2 separate regions of the Rattus norvegicus genome follow, and region 1 is linked to region 2. Evidence: chromatin contacts called from public Hi-C data. All regions are on one chromosome and are shown on one strand. The core of a region is the stretch at or near the end of the contact, and the rest is flanking DNA. Distances in the headings are between cores, read along the strand shown. Region 1 has its middle 90 kb from the start of Col1a2. Region 2 holds the start of Gng11 (G protein subunit gamma 11).

Region 1 (4,415 bases), core at 1,382-3,881, 450 kb after region 2:
CTTGTAGATGCTCAAATCTTGCATCATTCAAATAAAAAGTAACCAATAAAAGAGGAGTGATGGACATTAGCAGAGCCTCTGTTATATTCAAAGGCTAACAGAAACCCTGGGAAATTCAGGAATTAGGGAATATTTTTGTAAGCACTCAAAACATTTTATTTTATAATCTTATTGCTGTGTAGGATTAAAGTGGGAGAATTTCATATTTACTCTTTTTCCTCACAATGTATTCCCTCTATTGAGAATAGATTTTTTTTTCTTGCATAACGTATCCTGATTATGGTTTCCCCTCCCTCTGCTCCTCCCAGTTCCTCCCCATCTCCCTCCCATCTGAATCCACCCCCTTCCTGCTTCTCAGTAGAAAAAAAATAAACAAAGAGATTATTGTTGAAGGAATAATAATAAAATAAAATGCAATCAGATAAAACCAAAACTAGCACATTGGAACTGAATAGAGCAAACAGCAGAAGAAGAGCCCAAGAGAAGACACAAGAAACAGACCTACTCATCCTCACACTCCCATAAAAAAAAAACAAAAAAAACCCACTAATTTAAAAGACATAATATGTACACAAAGAAACTGTAGTGTAAAAAGAATATAAATATGTATAGATGGGATTACATTTTTAAAAATATTTATAAAAGAAAAAGAGAAAGACAGAACGCAACATTGGGAGACAAGGGACCCTCTAAAGATGCCCCTGAGCTTGACTGAGTTTATAGAAAACATGTTCTTGGAAGTTCGACAGTGCAGAAAAATGGGGCATCCTTGCCTAACGTATGTTTCTCATGTGTTATGCTCCCTCTATGTTTAATGCCTGGACGCCTACAAAAGGTACATTTCCTTTCAGTTTTTACAATTATTGTTTCAGAGTTAATTTTGGGCACCATCTGTTCTGAGATGGAAGATGAAAAGTTTCTTAGATGGGAGGGATGATTGTAGCAGCGTGAACTGTGATTTCACCGAGGAGTCAAAATCCTGAAGGTCCCAGGGTGCTGCCCGTGTTTCAGCGTCATCTCAGTACAGAAGAGAGAGGAGAGGAAGCTCTGGTGTCCAGTGAACACTAGAACAAGAAGCAAGCAGCATTCACTTATATCCCTGCTTCTCAGCTTTTCTATTTACTCTGTAGTTCAATCCCGCCTCCAGTGGCATTTCCCATGTGAGTAATTTCATTGTGTTCATACTCTGATACCTTGGCTATTAAACTGTATTGTTCTTATAATCACAGAGTGCTACTAAAATACTAGAGTTAAGTCTTCATAAAACAATAATAGCATTACCCTTAACAGCATATAAAATATAGTTTGCATACTCTATTGACATTCATTCACACTGAATCATGGCCTAATTTTGCATCCCACAATTTCTTAGGACCCTTAATATGCTCCTAGACTTTGTGACTGTGGTTTGGTTTTGACTGCACATGTCCAAATGTAAATGCAGTGACTGTTGATAATATGTCTTATGTAATATACAAAAATGATCTTGATTTGTTTTGCTACAAGCCAAGAGAGCCTTTGTAAACTGCCTGCATGCTTATGAATTTCCCTATCAACCTCATTGCCAATAACAGGATGACCATGGCGGGGTGTCATTTTTCTAAAGGATTTGTAAGGTGATGTCTGGTGACTATATCATGTGTGCTGGGCTACAAGGTGGGTTTGAGCTCATCAAGACTCTCTGGGGTAATTAGTCCTTTTTAGACATAAATATGAAATTTTGTTTATAGGCTCTTACAACCGAAAGAGACTCTAAAATAAAATCATTTCTAATAACTTGACTCCCTCTAACAGACCCCACTTCTATCTCCACAAGGGATCAGGGTCCCCCTTGTGACACTATCACCCACCCCCTTTCTGCTGGAACCCAGAGCTGCTGCAGTCTAAAAGCACCCAGTTTTATTTTACGTTCCTTTAAGGGAGAGCTGGCCTTTCTGCCATGGAGCTCCTTTTATTGCACATGCAGAGTAAGGGACACTGGAACAGAAAAGAATTGCTGTGGAGGAAGAACTGAGGCTTATATCATCATCAACAAACAAAACACACACACACACACACACACACACACACACACACACACACACAAACCAAAAAAAAAAAAAAAAACAAGAAAAAACAAAAACAAAAAAAAAAAAACTAGCTGCCCATAGCACATAATGGATTTCCCCAGAAACTGGACCAAACTGGTATTGACCAAGGATCAGTCAATGATGTCCAACAATGAATTGCCTCTAATGAGGACTCTAACATCTGCTTATGCTTCAGACCACAGCTCAAATCTCTCATCTTCCTTGATAACTATAACTAGCGTTAATAATTAATACCATTTCCCCTGTGTCCTGGGCAGTACATATAAATCTCTATTGTCACTAAGAGTTTGTCACCCAGAGGGATGATAAAGTATGTCCAGGCAAGTGACTGTATCTTATCATTTTTCTATCTTCGGTGTCTGGAACAGAAGAGCAGTTTAACAAATGTCTGAACGTAAAAGAAAATGTCAAAGAAAAACAGGAAGAAGATACATACAAGGGTATGAACATCAGGGGGCGTCAGAGAAAGATTGCAGAAGTGTATGAAATCTCATCTCTTTTTATGACGGTGGAAGCCTGTAAATGTAGCCAGACAGTCCTAACCAGGATTGTGAATTCATTTCTGAAAGCAAGGCAAGTTTAGTTGCTCTGGCTCCTCTGGTAACTCTGGCCAACATGATTTCAATTCTTTCCTGTTCCTTCTGGTAAGTCTCAACAATGAACATCCATCCTGTCCTTGCAGATGTAGCAACGGGCCTGCATTTTCTCTGGCTAGAAACCCTGTACTGTTCCATGACATTTTGTAGAAAGACATTGCAACAATGTGTTTTAAAGCAGATTGATTTTCCAGCCACTCTCTGCACTCTGCCGCTGTGTTCCTCTATCCAGTACTCAGTACTGTAGTCTTCACAAAGCAACACTAGAGGGATCAGCCTCATATTTTTCAGAGGCCTTTTGTGTCAGCCAAGCCAAGTACAATTAAGGCTGTTCCCAGAAGGAGGAACGGATAACGTTGGCAACTGGGCTGTACCACCCAGAACCGCAAAAAGAAAAAAGCTGCAAACGTAACCAACTGGTTTTCCTCAGCCTTTATGACCCAGAAAACCTACGTGGCATATTCGATGGCATTTTCTATGGTGAGAGGCAGTACTTTGGAAAATTATCTTTTAAAAATTAGCCAGATGTCCCTTGGGGGCTCATGAGAAAGTCTGCAACCTGGAGTGGGGGGGTGGGGGTGGATTGAAGCAATAAATAAGCAAACTTGTTGCTCAATAATACTGCCAATTTTTCTCCCCCTTTCTCTCTCTGTCTCTCTCTGTGTGTCTCTCTCTATGTGTCTCTGTCTCTCTGTCTCTCGTCTATCTGTCTATCTGGCTCTCTGTCTCTGTCTCTGTCTCTCTCTCTCTCTCACACACATACATACATACACAAACACACACACACACACACACACACACACACACACACACGATAAATGACGATAAATGTCAGATTTTTCCCAGCTGATAAGCACATTCAGATTTCAGACTAAAAATCCCCAATCGGACTAAGGCTGTTGATGAGGGAAAGACACACAAACTCCCCTCTTTGAGATAAGGTAGTAAAACAACCCCATACCCTTCATCCGCACATTTCGCTTGTCATTTTTGCTTCACCTGTGGACCAGAACATACCCATAACCGAACAAAACAAACGGTGTGGTGCTGGTGTTTATAGACGGATGAAAGGGAAGTAATCAGGCTGATGATCCGAGTCTGTCAGAACTAACAAGTTGAGTGAATCAGATAAAATTAATGAAGGGAGAAAAAAAACCATTTCTTGCCTGTAATGTCAGACAACACTGTAGCTTTAATTTGTCGATTTCACAAAGGCCTTCTGGGCTCCCGAGCTTATTCGGTTAGTGAATTACCTCGCTTGCTGATCCTCTCATCCCCCTGGTCCGTCTTAATTAATATAAAAACCATGCTGCTCTAATAATTTGATCAAACCATTTCTCTCCTCAAATCCTCGCAGTAGCTTTTAATTGCACTAAAACCTGGAATTCAATTTAAAATCGATACTCAGGCTGCGTCTGTGCTTTGGATGTTCTCGAGTCTCTGACCCCACCCGTGGCCTCCGTGCTCCACACAGCCAGGCCTGTCACTCCAGGCAGTCAATCTGCTTGACTCCAATAACATCGTGACGTGGGCCCCTTCCCTCCTTTAATTGTAGCTTCGTCTTCTCCAATAAATAAACACCCATCCAGAGGACAGTGACAGCGGCCAGTTTTTCTTGGCTGTGCTGTTTCGTTAGACATAGAATTTGGTATGCGATAAATTTCGTTTTGCTTCTTTTAAATCCCATGTTCTGTTTTTTTGTTTTGTTTTGTTTTTGTTTTTCTTTTTG
Region 2 (4,707 bases), core at 1,180-3,679:
ACAACCCACTATAGATTAATAACAAGCTCCACTACTCTGGTCTTACATGCTTATTAGGGATCTGAATTTAAGTCCTCATCTCCCTACCATTTTTTTTATTTATTAACCAGATTGCTATAGATTTTGGCCAGAAGGCTGTGAGATGCTTAAGGGAAATTTATTCTGTCTACAACTGTAGTTTCCTTATGGTATGACTTAATATCACACTCATACTACTCTCTAAATAACCTTTTCATGGAGTAATGCAAGTGTAAAGTTGTAACCACAGTTGAATCAGCCAGTACACACTTAATTGTTTTTTAACAAAATATAACTTTTTAAATGTTACATACTTAGCATGTATGAAACACTGAGTCCTCAGAACAATGGCAGTAACAGTGACAGGAAGGAAAGAGCTAAAACCAATGGCACTCCTTTGGAATATTGGTGATGGAGCCTCCCCATAAGGATACTTAAGAAGTCTCCTTACTGTAACTCATCTCTGGAAGGTGAACTCAGGACTTAAAGTTAGATGTCTACAGGTCCCTCCAATATTTTTAAAGTTACATCATCATTTTACCACTCAAAACCAAATTAACGATGAAACATTTTCACATTTTAGATTACCTCATTCAGAAAGGTATGCTGTGAATTTTCTGAGAACGAAAGCAAAAATATAGATGAATACATAAAACTGAAGTCTCATATACTGAGGAAAATGCTCACGAACCAATACGGATTTATAAACATGTATCCCTGCACGAAACTAGCTGATTAACAAAGAAGAGATTTACCAGCCAAAATAGTCTATCATTTAATGCAGACATACGTACTTTTATTTTCTTCTCCAACTTACCTAATTTTTTTTTTTCGGAGCTGGGGACCGAACCCAGGGCCTTGTGCTTGCTAGGCAAGCGCTCTACCACTGAGCTAAATCCCCAACCCCAACTTACCTAATTTTGGTATAGGATTTATTTTCTTTAGCCCACGTTCATCTAAGTTACTTTCACTAGCTTTCCTTAAGCTATTTTTAGCCAACCTTTTCAAGTTAAGAAATAGGGGGTTTAAAACAAGGACTGGGCTCTTCAGACAGACATGAGTTTGTTTTGACAATTCACTAACAAGCCAAACTTGGCCAGATAGTCCAACTCTAAACCTGCAAGATTCTGGTAATTCAAATACAGAAAGTTGGGCGTCTAAATATTTCCTTTGTGAAAAAGATTGAACGTGTTTAGGTCGTCGTAGAGGCACCACATACCTCAGCATCTCACTCCCTTCCCTGACTCATAATTTTAAAATTAGAAAACTTGCAGTGACTTTCACTCTGCTGGCTTTGGGGAGAGTTGGAAGGAGTACCAAGCAGCACTCATTAAATAGCACATTGTCCTTTTCATGTTAATATATTCAGCGAGTATGGTCAGCAGAGCCTAGTGAGAAACTGTGCAAAGTTCGTGCTCACTAAACAATAACGGGTGTCTGAGGTCGGGTATCCTGATTCAGTTAAGGGCTCCACTCTTCATTCAAATTAGTTGGGAGGTTGTCTCTGGGAAAAAAGGGACGTGATGTACAGCAAGGGCAGGTTTCCTTCATATACATTGTACTTTACTTCTCGTCTTTGAGCACTATGACCGAGGGAACTAGTGAAAGGTTGACCTTGCCTGCTTAAATATTTCCCAGTAGACACTTTCCTGGCTGTCCAAGGCTGCACTTTGTGAACCACGCTTTCCAGAATGTAGGAAAAACTCTCCTAAGTGACTCTGCTGCTGACATCCAGAAAAGGAAGTCCGCCAGGAATTCAAAACTTTAAAAGCAAGAAAACTGCCCTTTTCCCCTTCCTGTAGAGGGTTATTCCCAAGCCTTGAAGGGGTGGTAGAAACTCTGGAGGGGGTTTTGAGCCTTGGTTAGACTTCTCGTGGTGTCCTCTTATCCTCCCAGAGTTACACAGCATCTTCCTTCCCCAAAAGTGAAATTCTATTATTGAGAATTCAGATGGTCATTTAACGACAGGAAACACCCGCATCTCAAACCGCTTCTTTCCTCTAAACATATTTTTGTGAAAGGCCTTTTTGAGCTTTTAGGAAGCCATATGGAATGTGTCAACACAATTCTAGTGTATGCTTCTGAAACCTAGCTAGGTTCCATGTTACTCTCTCTTTTCCCCCAAATATCCACTTTCCCACTACGCATATGGAAAAGTTACATGCTGTGTATTTTTAAAACTTGGAGAGGTGAAGGACCATTAGTTATTTCCTGCTGAGTAGTGAGTGTCCTTTTCCTGGCTTTAAACAAAACCCGGATGTAAGTTGGACATGGACACACACACACACACACACACACACTAAAGGAACAAAAGTAAAACTTTTGTCTCCAGCCCAGCAGCAACTCCCCTGGGCGTGGCAAGGGTCCTGAGCCAGTCCTGCCCAGATCTGTGACCTGGTTCTGCAGGGTCTGCAGCCTTCCAGGAGCAGCCAGGAAGATGTCTCAAACTTAACCCTCTGCAAGCTGCCAGGCTAAAGGGCTGGTAGAGCCTGGAGAAGCCGCCCTGAGGTTGCTTGGAGTCTGGGAAAGGCCATCGGGAGCAGGCTTGGGCAGGAAGCTGAGCCCCCGGGGAGCTGAGAGCTGCGGTTCGAGCCAGTCACGTCCTGCGCACGGAGGGCGGGTAGCCTCGGCCCGCCGGTATTTGGGGAAGCGTCCCAGTTCTAGGCGCTTCCAGTGGCTGCCTTGCACAAGTGACTTCTGGGCCCAGCTCTGGGGCAAAGATGCCCGCCCTTCACATTGAGGATCTGCCGGAAAAGGAAAAACTGAAGATGGAGGTTGAGCAACTTCGCAAAGAAGTGAAGTTGCAGAGACAACAGGTAAGCTGGCTGCCTATTCCAGAATCCCCTCTCAGAAATGAGCCAAGGTCAGGATTACCAGAATAAACTATGGGGGAGGGGGTGTCTCTTCTTCTGGAAGCTTCTCTTTAAGGGGGCTTTAAGGAGGCTGGCAGCTGCTAAATAATATGGGGAAATTGCAAAAGGTGAGAAGAACCAGGAACTAAGAAGGGATTTATATATAAAGCCAAATGTCATCAAGACACAGTCCCAAACAGGGGAGACAAACAAATCCCAAAACGGGCAGCTACCTTCCATCCTGCAGAGGATCGTGGATGACAAATTTTCTAAAGCCACGTTTCAAAATCCCCCAACTTTAGCTTTGATTTTGTGAAGACCCTGATTCCACTGGGTCTTGAGAGCAAGCTGCCTGAGTTTCCGTTATTTACCAATTGTGTGCAATTTCCAATTTGTCTTGTAAGTGTGTGAAATGATTAATATCGTGCTTTCTGTATTTACTTATAAACACGTAATTTTGTTTATACTGCACGGCATATGGCTGCAAACTAAACTAACTAACTAACTAACTAACTAAACAACTAGCTACATGCTGGATGTGGTGGTACATGCCTATAATTCTCAGTCACTTAGGAGGTGGAGGCAGGAGGGTCAAGAGTTCCAGGCCACCTTGGCCAGTCAAGAAAAAAACACTCAGGAGTCTTCACTGAAATTCCATGGATAACTTGGAATTTCTACTTCAATTTTTGTCTGGTGGCAGGGGCCTTTATTACATTAAACTTCTTTTCCCTCTCTGTCAAGAAATCCGTAGTTTAGAAAAAGGCTTTTGGATAGTTTGTTCACTTTGAAGAAAAGTATTCTTTTCCCCCGGAGCAAGAAAATTTGAACTGACGTTGTTTCTTTTATTATTATTACTTTTACGTTTTTATGGTCCTGGTCAGTCTGCCCTCTCCCAGATCCACATCCCCCCACCCCATGCCAGGACTTGCCACTTCCTGGGGCTTCAAGTCTCTCCAGGGTTAGGGGCATCTTCTCTCACTAAGGCCAGACCAGGTAGTCCTCTGCTGTAGATGTGTCCAGTGGGGGTGGGGCTGGGGCTCTACCAACTAGTGCTTGCTGCCTGGTTGGTGACTCAGTGTCTGAGAGATCTCAGGGGTCCCTGTTAGTTGAGACCGCTGGTCTTCCTATGAGGTCGTCCTCCTCCTCAGCTTCTTCCAGCCTTTTTTTATGGGCTGATGTTGTTTGTAATAGTTTGGGGTTACTAGGGTTCAAACTTCAGGCACTGTGTATGTGGTCACCTCTGAGTCACACCTCAGGCTCTTTGATTTTTACCTTCTGTTCACACTTTAATATTTGCAAAAAAAATGAACAGAAATGAAGCAGATGATATAAACAGGCTCCAAACACATTCACGATAAGCCTTAATACTCCTCAGTGGTTACTGGGAGATGCTGGAAGTTGTTGAGTTTTACAGTTTTACGCATTTACCCCCTCAAATGCAGCTCCCTGCTTCATACAAATTCACACTCTTCCAAGATTTTACAGTGGGATATCATATTTTTCCTGTCACTTTAAGAAATCATGTGATTAGAGGAATAAGCCAGTTGATAGGACTAACAGATCATGTTATTTCTTGGAGGGGGCTGTCTTGGCTGATGACAAAGCCCTCAGTTTGGACAGGGTCAGCCAGAGGGATTGCACATGAAACAGCATGGTGTATAGTGTGTGCTTAAATAATGCTTAACCTTTGCAAAGCTGGAAGGTCTTACATCATTGTGTCGAATTCACAGGCTAGAGGAAAGGACAAGTTCCAAAGTTGACATCAGGCAGCATCCTGGGTGTGTCAACGTAAAACTCAAGCATCTTTTTTTACAGTTTTCCCCAGTCAGTCACTGCA

Evidence for each region. A called contact is a pair of places that touch in the nucleus more often than the background predicts.
Region 1: a contact with region 2 is called in a Hi-C map of Schwann cells, with 9 times the contacts expected there. The contact joins the enhancer-like site here to the promoter of Gng11 in region 2. A contact is called at or near these places in 2 of 12 Hi-C or Micro-C datasets (Schwann cells and psoas muscle).

What each region holds. Positions count from the first base shown.
Region 1 is chr4:33,426,675-33,431,089 of GRCr8, forward strand. No RefSeq gene overlaps it. Among named protein-coding and RNA genes, the nearest start is that of Col1a2, 90 kb to the right of the region's middle. Within about 2 kb of position 2,632, at least 16 of the 93 cell types and tissues checked have an H3K27ac peak or open chromatin away from gene starts, as enhancers often do. A contact at or near this core is called in Schwann cells, where this site is marked.
Region 2 is chr4:32,975,252-32,979,958 of GRCr8, forward strand. It overlaps Gng11 (G protein subunit gamma 11), which reads left to right and starts at 2,430. Exons shown (of 2, transcript NM_022396.2): 1 at 2,430-2,834. The coding sequence starts at 2,739.